Regions from separate parts of the Zea mays genome. Here region 2 is linked to region 1. The links are chromatin contacts, called in public Hi-C maps. All regions are on one chromosome and are shown on one strand. The core of a region is the stretch at or near the end of the contact, and the rest is flanking DNA. Distances in the headings are between cores, read along the strand shown.

The links. A called contact is a pair of places that touch in the nucleus more often than the background predicts.
Region 2: a contact with region 1 is called in a Hi-C map of ear, with 2.8 times the contacts expected there. The contact joins the promoter of LOC103629127 here to the promoter of LOC103629130 in region 1. A contact is called at or near these places in 3 of 25 Hi-C or Micro-C datasets (ear, root tip and tassel).

The regions. Positions count from the first base shown.
Region 1 is chr6:24,262,433-24,268,465 of Zm-B73-REFERENCE-NAM-5.0, forward strand. It overlaps LOC103629130, which reads right to left and starts at 2,286. Exons shown (of 6, transcript XM_020539754.2): 1 at 1,419-2,286. The coding sequence starts at 2,177.
Region 2 is chr6:24,868,613-24,874,645 of Zm-B73-REFERENCE-NAM-5.0, forward strand. LOC103629127 (Methyl-CpG-binding domain protein 4-like protein) reads right to left here and starts at 2,733. Exons shown (of 4, transcript XM_008650318.3): 1 at 1-2,733. The coding sequence starts at 2,519.

The DNA.
Region 1 (6,033 bases), core at 1,036-3,535:
TTAGTGATTTTATTATTTCATATCCATAGGATGCAATTGGTTAACGAGCATATCAAATCCTGGCACTGACATGCATACAGTAGTCTGATTATTTCAAAACCATTTGGGACAAAAACAAACATATCCTGAGAAGTTAGTGTTTCATATTTTATCCTGCTCGTAGAAGAATAATACATGAGTGGTAAATTTATACAATATAAGTAAAAAAATACTATTGGCGCAAAAACACTACCCAAGGAAACTTTAAGCAGTGATTCCTGTTTCAGTATATTCCGAAACCATTCTTGTACAAACATTTTTCATGTGTCATACAACTGTTATCTTGCCACAAGCGGAATTGCACTTTGGGAAAACACCGCAGAGCTTGTGAATGACATGCATATGACCAAGCACCTCCTGCCATTGATACAGCCTTCACTAATGGTAGTAAAAAGTGCATTAGCACCAACACTTAGAACTTGGCACATCGTGCATGTACCCCTAAGACAATATTTTGAGTTTGAGGCATGAACAAGCATCACACAAATGTAAAGAAACATGTACCAGCATACAAAATTCTGATATCATAGCACATGAAAACAGCTAGCATACAGGGAAAAAAGATACAATTTGCATTCAAGGAAATTTTCATGTATTTATCATCTTGTGGAGGTGGCAGAGATAATTAGTGCCTTCCAAACAACAAATATCATTAGTTAGTTTATAAATGACCCATGTGCACTCTCCTTTTAGTCTCTTTCCCACAGTGGAAACTCTAATTCTGTATTCTGGAACAACGGGCTGAATTAGCTACCACGTTTTTATTTCACAGTAATTTGGTACTAGTGGAACATATGTTGCGGATCTAGTCAATACCTTGAGACAACCTAATCAGGTAAATTTTAGCCATTCCCATAGCCCTCCTGGGAACCGAGAAAAGCTTATATTTTTATAAGCACAATCATTAAGTGTTTTCAAGGAAATTTGGGTGTATTTATTGTCTCATGAGGGGTGACAGAGATACTTAGTGCCTATCAAAGAATAATTTTTGGTTTATAAATAACTCATGTGCACTCTCCTTTTAGTTTCTTTCCTTCAGTGGGAACTTTTATTGTGCATTTTATTTTGCAACGGCAAGCTGAGGGTATAGGTGGTGTGCTCACCTATACCCTTAGTTGTGTTTTTTGCTCAGCTGTACCCTTCCAGTGCTATAGAACAGAAATTTGGGACTATTGAAATATGTTGCAGGTCTAGTCAGTACCTTGAGACAACTTAATCAGCTAAATTTTATCCATTCCCGTACCCCACCTGGGAACCGAGAAAAGCTTTCACTATTTTCTAAGCACAATCATCATTAAACAAAGACCAGAAATCTATCTTTGCGTAACGTGACTAAGTTTTAATAATTAATTAATTGAGGACAATGTGGTTAAATTCACCGATTCCGTGATGGCACCGGCGAGCTGCTTCCTCGCCTTCCTGATCTTCTTGTCCAACACCTGGGCGTCGATGTCTTCAATGTTGAGGAGCACTCTCTCCAGCACCGCCGGTTCGACAAGGATCGTGGCCTCATCAACCAGGTAAGGATACAGCTCGCGCATCTCATCCAAAGTCTTGGCCTTGGGCTTCAGCGCCTCCTTGCCGGACTGGCGGTCGGCGCTCTTCGCTTGGGCTTGGGCAGCGGCGTTGCTTGCTTGGGCGCCGGCGCACTTCGCTTGAGTAGCACTTCGGACCTTGGCAACCGGTGGTCTGGTTGGCGGAACGCGTCCCCATACGTGCTTGGAGAGGAGGTAGAGGCGGCGTTCGTGTTTATCGGCGGGCGGAGCATTCTTCATAACGTCCCGGTCGTAGCGGCGCTTGAGGCTGCGCTGCTTGATGGCGAGCTCCTTTGCTCCGACGCCTTCCTTCTCGAGGCTGCCATCGAGCGCGCCGAATAGCTCAACCGGCGTTGGCAGGCGGCCGCCATGTTCACGGCGGTACGTGGCGAGGGCCTCCAGGATCCGGACCTCGTCGCCGGGGGACCACGCGCGCTGGAACAACGGCGGCTTCCGCTTGGCCGGCTGCTGTGTGGCACCCGAGGCCTCGGGGAGCGAGGGCGACGTCTTCCTCTTGTTGCGCTCGGGCAGCGCCGTCGGGCCCGTCGACGCCCGCTTCACCGCGGACGACGGTTCCTTGAGTTGAGGCGACGAGGACGCCATGATGGGGGGCCGGGGGCGTGGGGGAGGCGGGAGATGGAAGCTGGATTGGCACGCACTCCGCTGCGAAGCGCGGGATCTGATTTTTTCAGGCAGGAGGGAGGAAGAGTGAGATTGGGAAACGAGGGGTCGGTCGGACTCAGGATATAAAAGGCCAAATGGTTTGTTCTCGGCATAGACCGTGCCGTACACCACAATCAATACACAGACATTCACCAGAACTAGTTGAAACATTGAAAAAAAACTAATAATAAGCTATTTAGTTCAATGGATATCTCGTTAAAAATCTATCTAAGTTAAAAAAATCACTCTTATAAGAAAACTCTAGATAGAAAAAAAAAGTACAACCTAGCTTATTTAGTGTTCTTATACATAGATCACAAATATTGTTCACAATTTTAACAGAGTTACAGTCACATAAGCCTATATAGACATAGGTCCAAACTGGCTAACTAAGATCAAGCATCCACATGTGGATCAGTTAGTGTTTGAGACTAGAGATGTCAATGGGCCCCGAAACCCGATTACCCGTGGGGAATTCCTCTATTAGGGTTAGGGTATGGGTTAAAACAAATCTCCGTGGGTATAGATTTGGAATAAATTCCTTATCCATCGGGTATGGCGGGTTCGGGTTTGGGAGGGCTAAACCCAAACCCGATTACCCATGGGGAAAAATACCTAGAACCGGAACAATCTAGCATCTAGGATTTTTAGTCCACCATCCAGCAATCCAGTGAGCAGTTACTTGTGGCCTGGACGCCTGGTGGGCTACCGACCAAGTATGGTCGTATGGGCCTGTGGAAAAGAAGCACCAAGCCACCGAGCCAACAACCAACAAAGTAAAAAAAACCTAAACTTCTGAATTTTTGAATAATCGGGTCGGGTATAGATACTCATGGGTATTTAGTACCCGGTCGGGGATGGGTATGGGAGGATTTTCGTACCCGTGGTCGGGTTCGGGTTCGGGGATGGGGGCGGGTCTACGTTCATGGGTACGGGTCTGGGGAGTTAATCCCCGCTGGAGAATTCTCCATTGACATCTCTATTTGAGACTGAGATGCATAAGAGGACTGAAAGTCGTCTAGAGAGGGGGTAAATAGACGGAAACTGAAATTTACAACTTTAAACACACTATAAGCCGGGATTAGCGTTAGAACAAATATCAAGTCCGGGAGAGAGGAAAAACAAATTAACCAAGAAAATAAAGCAGATGACACGGTGATTTGTTTTACCGAGGTTCGGTTCCAAAGAACCTAGTCCCCGTTGAGGTGGTCACAAAGACCGGGCCTCTTTCAACTCTTTCCCTCTCTCAAATGGTCACTTAGACCTAGTGAGCTTTCTTCCTTGATTTCTCGGGTCACTTAGACCCCGCAAGGACCACCACACGATTGGTATCTCTTGCTTTGCTTACAAGGCTTTGAGAATAAGAATGAGAGAAAAAAAAGCCAACCACGCAACTAGAGCAACAAAGAAACACGAGAACGATCCTCTCACAGGTCCTAAAGCACTTAGAATTGAATTAGGGACTTTGATTGGATCGGCGGCTTTGATTTGTGTCTTGGAGTGTTGCACTTTGCTCTTGTATTGAATGAGGTGTTGTGAATGCTTGGATTGTTGGAGTGGGGGTGGTTGGGGGTATTTATAGCCCTCAACCACCAATTCAACAGTTGGGGGTGGCTGCTGTCGATGGGCGCACCGGACAGTCCGGTGCGCCAGCCACGTCACCCAACTGTTAGGGTTCTGACGGTTTCGACTGTTAGAGCACTGACTTCTGGTGGCACCGGACAGTCCGGTGCCGCACCGGACAGTCCGGTGCCGCACCGGACATGCATTGTTCACTGTTCGGTGCGCCTCTGACCTCTGCTCTGACTTCTGCCACGAACTATAGCGTGTCAGGGGCACTATGCAGTCGACCGTTGCGCCGAAGAGTCGTTGCTCCGCTGGCACACCGGAAAGTCCGGTGGCACATCGGACAGTCCGGTGAATTATAGCAGAGCGGCGTCTGAGAAACCCGAAGCTCAAGAGTTTGGAATTGTACGGTCCTGGTGCACAGGACAGTCCGGTGCACCAGACCAGGGTGTGTTGGAACTTGCTCTCTGCCGCAAGGGGGTCCAACGGGGGTGTGTAGTGACGTAAACAGGGTTCTCGCGCAAGATGGCAATAGCTCTGTTAATCTAGCCTCTCAAGGGCACTGTGCGGGGGTATTTATAGGTATCTGAGTGCCTAGCGTCTTGTGTTAAGGACGCATATGCCCTCAGACATCTAGGTTATCCCCAAAATATTCCCATAAAGCGGGGTTACAGACTGTAATTACAGAGGCGCCTTTACAAATTAGGCTCGTAACACGCAGCGGCCACGCAAGGCCTGTTACAATGGGCCGGATCACACGTGGGCCTCCATGCTGGACGAGGCCGCACGGTGGGATGACCTCGTCACAGGTCTTCGTCCGATGTCGTATGGAGCGAAGGGTGTCCTTGCCCGTTGTCTTGTCTCCGTTGGACCAACGACCGCGGCGAAGGCCTCGAGCGAAGGGTGGCGTCTTCGCCTTCGCCCCAACATTTGCCCTCCGAGGGACCAGTTCGACTAAGTCATCTGGTGCCGAAGACGTCGCTAGATGGTGGAGACGCTGCCCTCGCTCGAAGTGGTTCCGCGGGGGTTTTTGACATGACCGTTGATTGACACCGTACTGTTGGACTGCGGGTTTCCCGAAGCGTCGCGCCTTGTGTATAAAAGGGGGCGGTGGGCGGCGCGTTTTGAACTTTATCCTTCCACGCTCCGTGAAAACCCTAGCCGCCTTTTCCACCGTCTTGCTGCTTGTCTGCCCTCCTTGCTCTTGTTCGCCGGAGATCTGGCTCGAGTGAAGCAAACCGCCCGCCGCCGCCGACGGTACGTAGCGATGCCGACCTCTTCTTCTTCTGCTGCCACTACGCCGCCGGCCGACGCGTCATCTGAGGAAACGCTGAGTACTGTGGCGGCGGAGGAGTTGCGCGCCAGCGATACGGTGGATTTTGGTGTGTCGCGGATGTCGTCGGTCCGCGTGCAAGATACGCAGCGGCTGGGTTACTTTGGCGGCGGAGTCGCTCGTGTCCCGGGGACGGAGGAAGTCTCCGAGCCGGAGGGCGAGTTGGTTGTGTTCGAGGTGTTCTTCGCCGCTGGTCTCCGCCTGCCTGCGCACCGATTTGTTGGAGAAGTCCTGCGCAGATTTAATGTTCAGATCCATCAGTTGACTCCGAATGCCATGGTGGCTCTATCGAAGTATGTCTGGGCGACGACTTCGTACGGCGGACAGCCATCAGTCGAAGTCTTCGCGAAGTACTATTGCCTGCACTGGCAGAAGAGGATGATTGGAGATGAAGTTGCCCAGTTTGGGTCCTGTACATTTACGCCGAAGACCGGTAAGACCACGATGGAGGTAGTTGAGTTGGTTCCTTGCGCCCACAACAAGTGGGGAAATTGGCAAGAGTTTTGGTTTTACGTCGCGGAGGGTTCAGTCGAAGACCATCCGGGGCTCCCCGTGTCCGAGATGTGCTCGCATCTTTACTCAGCATACCCGCCTTTTGAAGTGGCGGAGGATGATGCGGACGAAGGGGCCCTTCGGTGCGCCGCCGGCCTGAGCAGCGGGCGTGATTTGGTTGAGGAATTTGTGGCGTACGGGGTATGGCCTTTGGCGCATGGCTGGGCGTTGGGCGAAGTGTGCCCTCGCCAGATGCCTTCCTGTGGTGAGAAGCTGGTGCGAAGTCCTGCCTTCGCACTTGATCTGCATAGCCGCGATCCAGCCGCCTTTGTGCGTGAGGCGGAGAATGGGGCGGTGCGGATCGTTGGTCGGTACGTGCCGAGGACAGAGGGCCAGCGTAGCTGG
Region 2 (6,033 bases), core at 1,483-3,982, 610 kb after region 1:
GGTTTGTAGGCGAATTGGGCAAAAAATGCACCAAAAGGTGAACAATAATTGGGGTCCTGATCAATGAAATCGGGATTAGCTATGGGAGGGAAAAAGCCTTGGGGCAGTGTCTGCTGCTTCTTCAAAACCTTGGAATTCTTGCTGCGGTTGATCCTCTTGACACACTGTCTGCCCATGACGCCACCAGCAGCAGCTTCTTCCCCTGCCCTTGAATAGACATCATTGAGAAATGGTGTTTCGCCAGATTGCTCCTGCTCCACCTTCCGCCGCCTATGTTTCTTCCTTACCGTCGCACCCTCTGTCATCACCTTCTTTTCCATCTGCGTGATTTGTGCCACAGCAGCAGTGGGCACCGATGGTATAATCATTGCAGCCTCCCTATCCTTCCTTTTCTTGTGCCTCTTTTCTACCTTCGGCACAGGGTCCTCAATTAATGGAGCTGCCGGCAGCGCCTCCTGATTCTCCCTCTTGCGCTCCTTATCCTGCATCACTGTCGCTGCTGTCATCGCCGAGGTTAGGGTTTCGGGAGCGACTGGGACTGAGGAAGCAGACATGGATTCCAGTATTGCCAAATGTCGGGGAGACTCCCTCGCTGCCATCTCCCTTGTCATCTTCTTCTCAGGCTTTTCTTTCCCTTCGATCCTTGCCTCTTCTTGTGAATCTGAGGTTGATTCTGAGGCTGGGCATGGTTGCTTGGTGTTCAAGGTTGTTGTCCGGGCAGCCTTGGAGACCTCTTTTGCAGTAAGCAGAGAAGACCCAGATAACGGGTGGCCTCGAGGAGGCAGCCTCGCTGTGCGACCAGTGGTACTAGGAAGTGGCGAACCATTCCCATCTTGCCGGCGCTCAGGTTTGTAGGCGAATTGGGCAAAAAATGCACCAAAAGGAGAACAATAATTGGGGTCCTGATCAATGAAATCGGGATTGGCTATGGGAGGGAAAAAGCCTTGGGGCAGTGTCTGCTGCTTCTTCAAAACCTTGGAATTCTTGCTGCGGTCGATCCTCTTGACACACTGACTGCCCATGACGCCACCAGCAGCAGCTTCTTCCCCTGCCTTTGAATAGACATCATTGAGAAATGGTGTTTGGCCAGATTGCTCCTGCTTCACCTTCTGCCGCCTATGTTTCTTCCTTACCGTCGCACCCTCTGTCATCACCTTGTTTTCCATCTGCGTGATTTGTGCCACTTTTCTTTTCTTGTGCCTCTTTTCTACCTTCGGCACAGGGTCCTCAATTAATGGAGCTGCCGGCAGTGCCTCCTGATTCTCCCTCTTGCACTCCTTATCCTGCATCACTGTCGCTGCTGTCATCGCCGCCGAGGTTGGGGTTTCGGGAGCGACTGGGACTGAGGAAGCAGACATGGATTCCAGTATTGCCAAATGTCGGGTAGACTCCCTCACTGCCATCTCCCTTGTCATCTTCTTCTCAGGCTTTTCTTTCCCTTCGATCCTTGCCTCTTCTTGTGAATCTGAGGTTGATTCTGAGGCTGGGCATGGTTGCTTGGTGTTTGAGGTTGCTGTCCAGGCAGCCTTGGAGGTCTCTTTTCCAGTGAGTAGAGAAGACCCAGATGATGGGTGGCCTCGAGGAGGCAGCCTCGCTGGGCGATCAGCGATATTAGCAGGTTTGTAGGCGAATTGGGCAAAGAATGCACCAAAAGGTGAGGAATAATTGGGGTCCTGATCAATGGAATTGGGATTGGCCATGGGAGGGAAAAAACCTTGGGGCAGTGTCTGCTGCGTCTTCAAAACCCGGGAGTTCTTGCTTTTGCTCCTCTTGACACACTGAGTGACCATGACGCCAACGCCACCATCATCAGTAGCTTCTTCCCCTCCTTGTGGATGGACATCAATTGAAAATGGTGGCTCGCCGGATTGCTCCTGCCCCGCCTTCAGCCGCCTCTGCTTCTTCCTCACCGTCGCCCCCTCAGCCATCATCTTGGCTTCCATCCGCAAGTTTTGGGCCGCATCAGGAGTCGGCGGCGATGGAACCACCAGTGCGGCGCCCACGTGTTTCCTTTTCTTACGCTGCTTTTCCTCCTTCCACACGGGCTCCTCCATTAACGGAGATGCCGGTGGCACCACCTGATTCTTCCTCTCGCGCTCCTTAACCAGCCTCACTGCCGCCGCTGCCATCACCGCCGAGGCTAGGGTTTCGGGAGCGACTAGTAGCGGCGACTCGGACTTAGATTCCGGGTTTCCCAGAGGTCGGGGAGACTCCCTCACCGCCGCTGAGGTTAGGGTTTCGGGAGCGACTGGAATTGTTGACTTGGGCTTGGACTCCGGGCTTGCCGGAGGTGGAGGAGGCTCCGAGGATGCCGCTATAGCCTCCACCTGCTCCCTGTGCTTTTTCCTCCTCCGCCGCTTCTTCTGATGCGACGCATCCAATTCCTCTGCCGGCGGCAGTGCCGACATAGTGCACTCCGGCGAAAAGAACTGGACAAGGGAGATCGAGATGGGGACCGCCTCAGCGATCGCCAGCGGGCCGGCGGCGGGATTTGTAGATGGAAGCCAAGCGATCGACATAGTGTGGTCTCTCTCTCCTTTCTACCATCCACTCCAGTATTGGGAAGTGAACGAATGTGGGTCCGAACGCAGTGAAAATGGAGGAATAGATAGATGGAAGCCAAGCGGCCAAGGCAAGGACAGCCACAATTATTTTTCGCGGGAAACTCCCTGATGTTGCCGCCAAAATACACACACCGTAATACAAATAGACTAGATGGAAAAAAATAGTACATGGGAAATATTTCTTTCGCACCACTAAATACAAACAGTTGCCATTTTTTCGTGCAAAGACGGACGACGATACACTCTCTCTCTCTCTTCTGTGCAAACTAGTGGAAGTGCACGCGTGACTCGCGCGTGTGAAGAAAAAAATAACACATCCCTGTGTACTATAATAATATTATTCAACTATAAATGAGTCATTATTATATATTAATATAATTATTTGTATGATTTTTTATTTGAATTTAAACTTAGATAGGCAGACCTTTATGAACAATTTCTAAAAGATGTTGCCACATAATCTCTAAAATAATCTCGTTCAAAAAATATATGTCTTTTTCTGATGTATTTGTGGTAGAATTATAAGGGCTTGTTTAGTTAAAAGTGGATTGAATGAGATTAAAGAAGATTGAATCTCTTATTGGCTAAATTTAAATAGAAAGTGATTTAATCTTCTCCAACCTACTTCAATCCCATGCAACCCAACAAGACCACCTAGAGCTCGACAATCTCATCCCCTGCCACAGGTCGGTCATGTCATGAGATGGCAAGGACGACGACATAGAGCTAGAGTCGATGATCGAGCAGATGGAGAATAGGGGTGTGGAGATGTGGACTTCAATAGGAGGACAACGACATCTAGGTGGTTGTGTCGGACTATAAGGTAGTGTTTGATTGAGGAGTCAAGTAGAATGGAGCTGTTCCATCCCTGATTCTAGGAATGGAGTCGCTCTGTTCTGTGTTTGGTAAGCTGGAACGGAGCGGCTCTGTTTTTTGTTTGGTTGCAGAGTGAACTGGAACAGAATGTCTTTGTTTTTTGTTTGGTTGCAGAGGGAGGCACGTGAGCTGCTGCGCACGGATGAGAGGGCGAGCTGTGCGAGCGGGCTCGGAACGGAGCGGCTTCATTCCATTAATTTTTTGAGTGGGATGGTTCCAAATCTGAGAAGAATATTTTCTAATTGGAGTCACTATGTTCTAGTTACTTTGTAATCAAACAACAATAAAACTGCGACAGAACGGCTCCGTTCTATTTGACAGAAGACGGTGACCAGGTGGTGTGCGGCTGCGTCTGGCCGTCCATCAAAGTTTATATGTTTCTGCTATTTAATGACTATCGTACGATTAGAAAAAGGTTGAATCTAACGACTGCGATGATAAAAGAATACTGGATCTTTTATAATATAACGAAATTATATGTGCGTGTGATAAAAAAAATGCTAGACAAACCAAAAATTTAGAACAAGCAGAGCAAAGTGTAGAACACATTAAAAACAGAACATCCTACAAATTCCAATTGCATGTTGAAATGACAAAACCCAGCTACGTTACCGTATTGTGCGTCGTTTACTGGTTGTTACCCACAGGGCACGAAAGGGGACAAAAGCGCCTCTACACCAAACAGAATATTAATTTATAAAACTAATCCATGAGATTCAGTTATTTCTTGTGTTTGGTTACAATGATAAAACAGAATGAGATAGGACGATCCCTCAAATAAAATTGTTTGATTTAGTATCAAGGGTTGGGACATAATTATTCAGTGTTGTCCTAATTGTCCCTCAAAATTAGAGGGACGATAGAGGACGCCAACGGACGGTCTTATCATTGGTGTCCCGCAATCAAACGCACAGTGACCCGCACATGCAAGCTCCATATTCCAAATGCGCCTCTTATTTTTTGGAATAAAAGAGAAGTCAGTCAGCCAACACTCCCGATCAATAAACCACATGACACGCAAGCAAGGATCGCCCACCCTAAAGAACAAGACACAGCTTAAAAAGACATCGTCCCCGACAATAGACCTGAGGGGCTACCGATCCGGTCAACCCGGCCCTAACCGCCCAAAAAAACTCGACCCAGACAGGTCGGGTCAGTGTGTCGCGCAGGTTTGAGCCACGTTTTTTAACCCCATGTAAAATTCAGATCGGGCTCGGACCAAAATTTAAACCCGCAGGCCGGTCCGTTGGACCAACATAAACTTGCACCTTACCGTGTCCATCAGCTAGGCCTGGCCGGCTGGCCCAACAACATATCTGACGGCCCATATATAACTATAGTAGTCTAACTCCTAGTGTAACCCTAAAATCCTCTTCTTCCCTACTCATTCCTCACTCCTCAGCACTATCACGTCGTCGCCATCGAAGCTCGGAGCTAGCTAGGACGCGCGAGCTACTGGTGACTTGGCGACTCCGGTGACGCGCGCATGTAGATCCTCCGCTCTATAACCTCGCCATCCAACGCGCGGCGGAGGCGGAGGCAAACCACAATAGCCTGCGCAGCTGTCTGGACAAAGCGGAGGCCTCTACCCGCACAGAGGTCGATTGAGCGCATGCATTGCTAGTGGATGCGTACCGGCAGCTTGGTGCGCGTACCGCCCCCTTTGATGTGTCTGGTAAAGAAGTGGGCCTCCGTTTTCTCAGATGGTTGCAAGAGGAGCTGGAGGTGCTGCCGACGATTGTGACGAGTCTCATGTCCTTCGTCTCGCTTGTCACCTGTGAAGGGGCCGTGAATGCCTTGTCCCGTGAGGGATGCAAGCACTTCGAAGTCTTTGACCGATCGGACGAAGACTACGAACGCGGAATCTTCCAGGTTGAAGACCCGGTGCTAAAGTGATCCGCTGGGGCGCTTTATGATAGGATGTGGGGCCCTCATGGCTGTGATATTGTCCGGGAAAGGTCTGACCGGGCGATGGAGCAGGTACAGATTTTTATTATATGTGTATGTATATGTATGTCGTTTTTTTGTTGAATGTGTTGCTATTTTTGTAGATGGCGCATGATGAGGAGGTCGACGACCTTGGGGACCTAGAGAGCATAGTGTCGCTGGTGGTGGATGCGAGGGCAGGGATTGAGGAGCAGCCGGCACCGCCGACTGATGTTGGCGAGGGCCCCGTGGAGGCCTCCGCGCCGACTGGTGAAGACACTTCGGTGGCGGTTGAGAGCACCTAGAGGGGGGGTGAATAGGTGATCTTGTGAAACTTGAAAACTTAATGCCATAAAACTTGATTAGATGTTAGCACAATAAAGCCAAGTGGCTAGAGAGGAGTTCTTGCAAAACACAACAACCACAAGAGGATCAACACAGATAGACACAGTGGTTTATCCCGTGGTTCGGCCAAGTACAAAACTTGCCTACTCCACGTTGTGGCGTCCCAACGGACGAGGGTTGCAATCAACCCCTCTCAAGCGGTCCAAAGACCCACTTGAATACCACAGTGTTTTGCTTTGTATACTATATCCCGCTTGCGAGGAATCTCCACAACTTGGAGTCTCTCGCCCTTACACTTAGATGTTCACAAAGAAGCACGAAG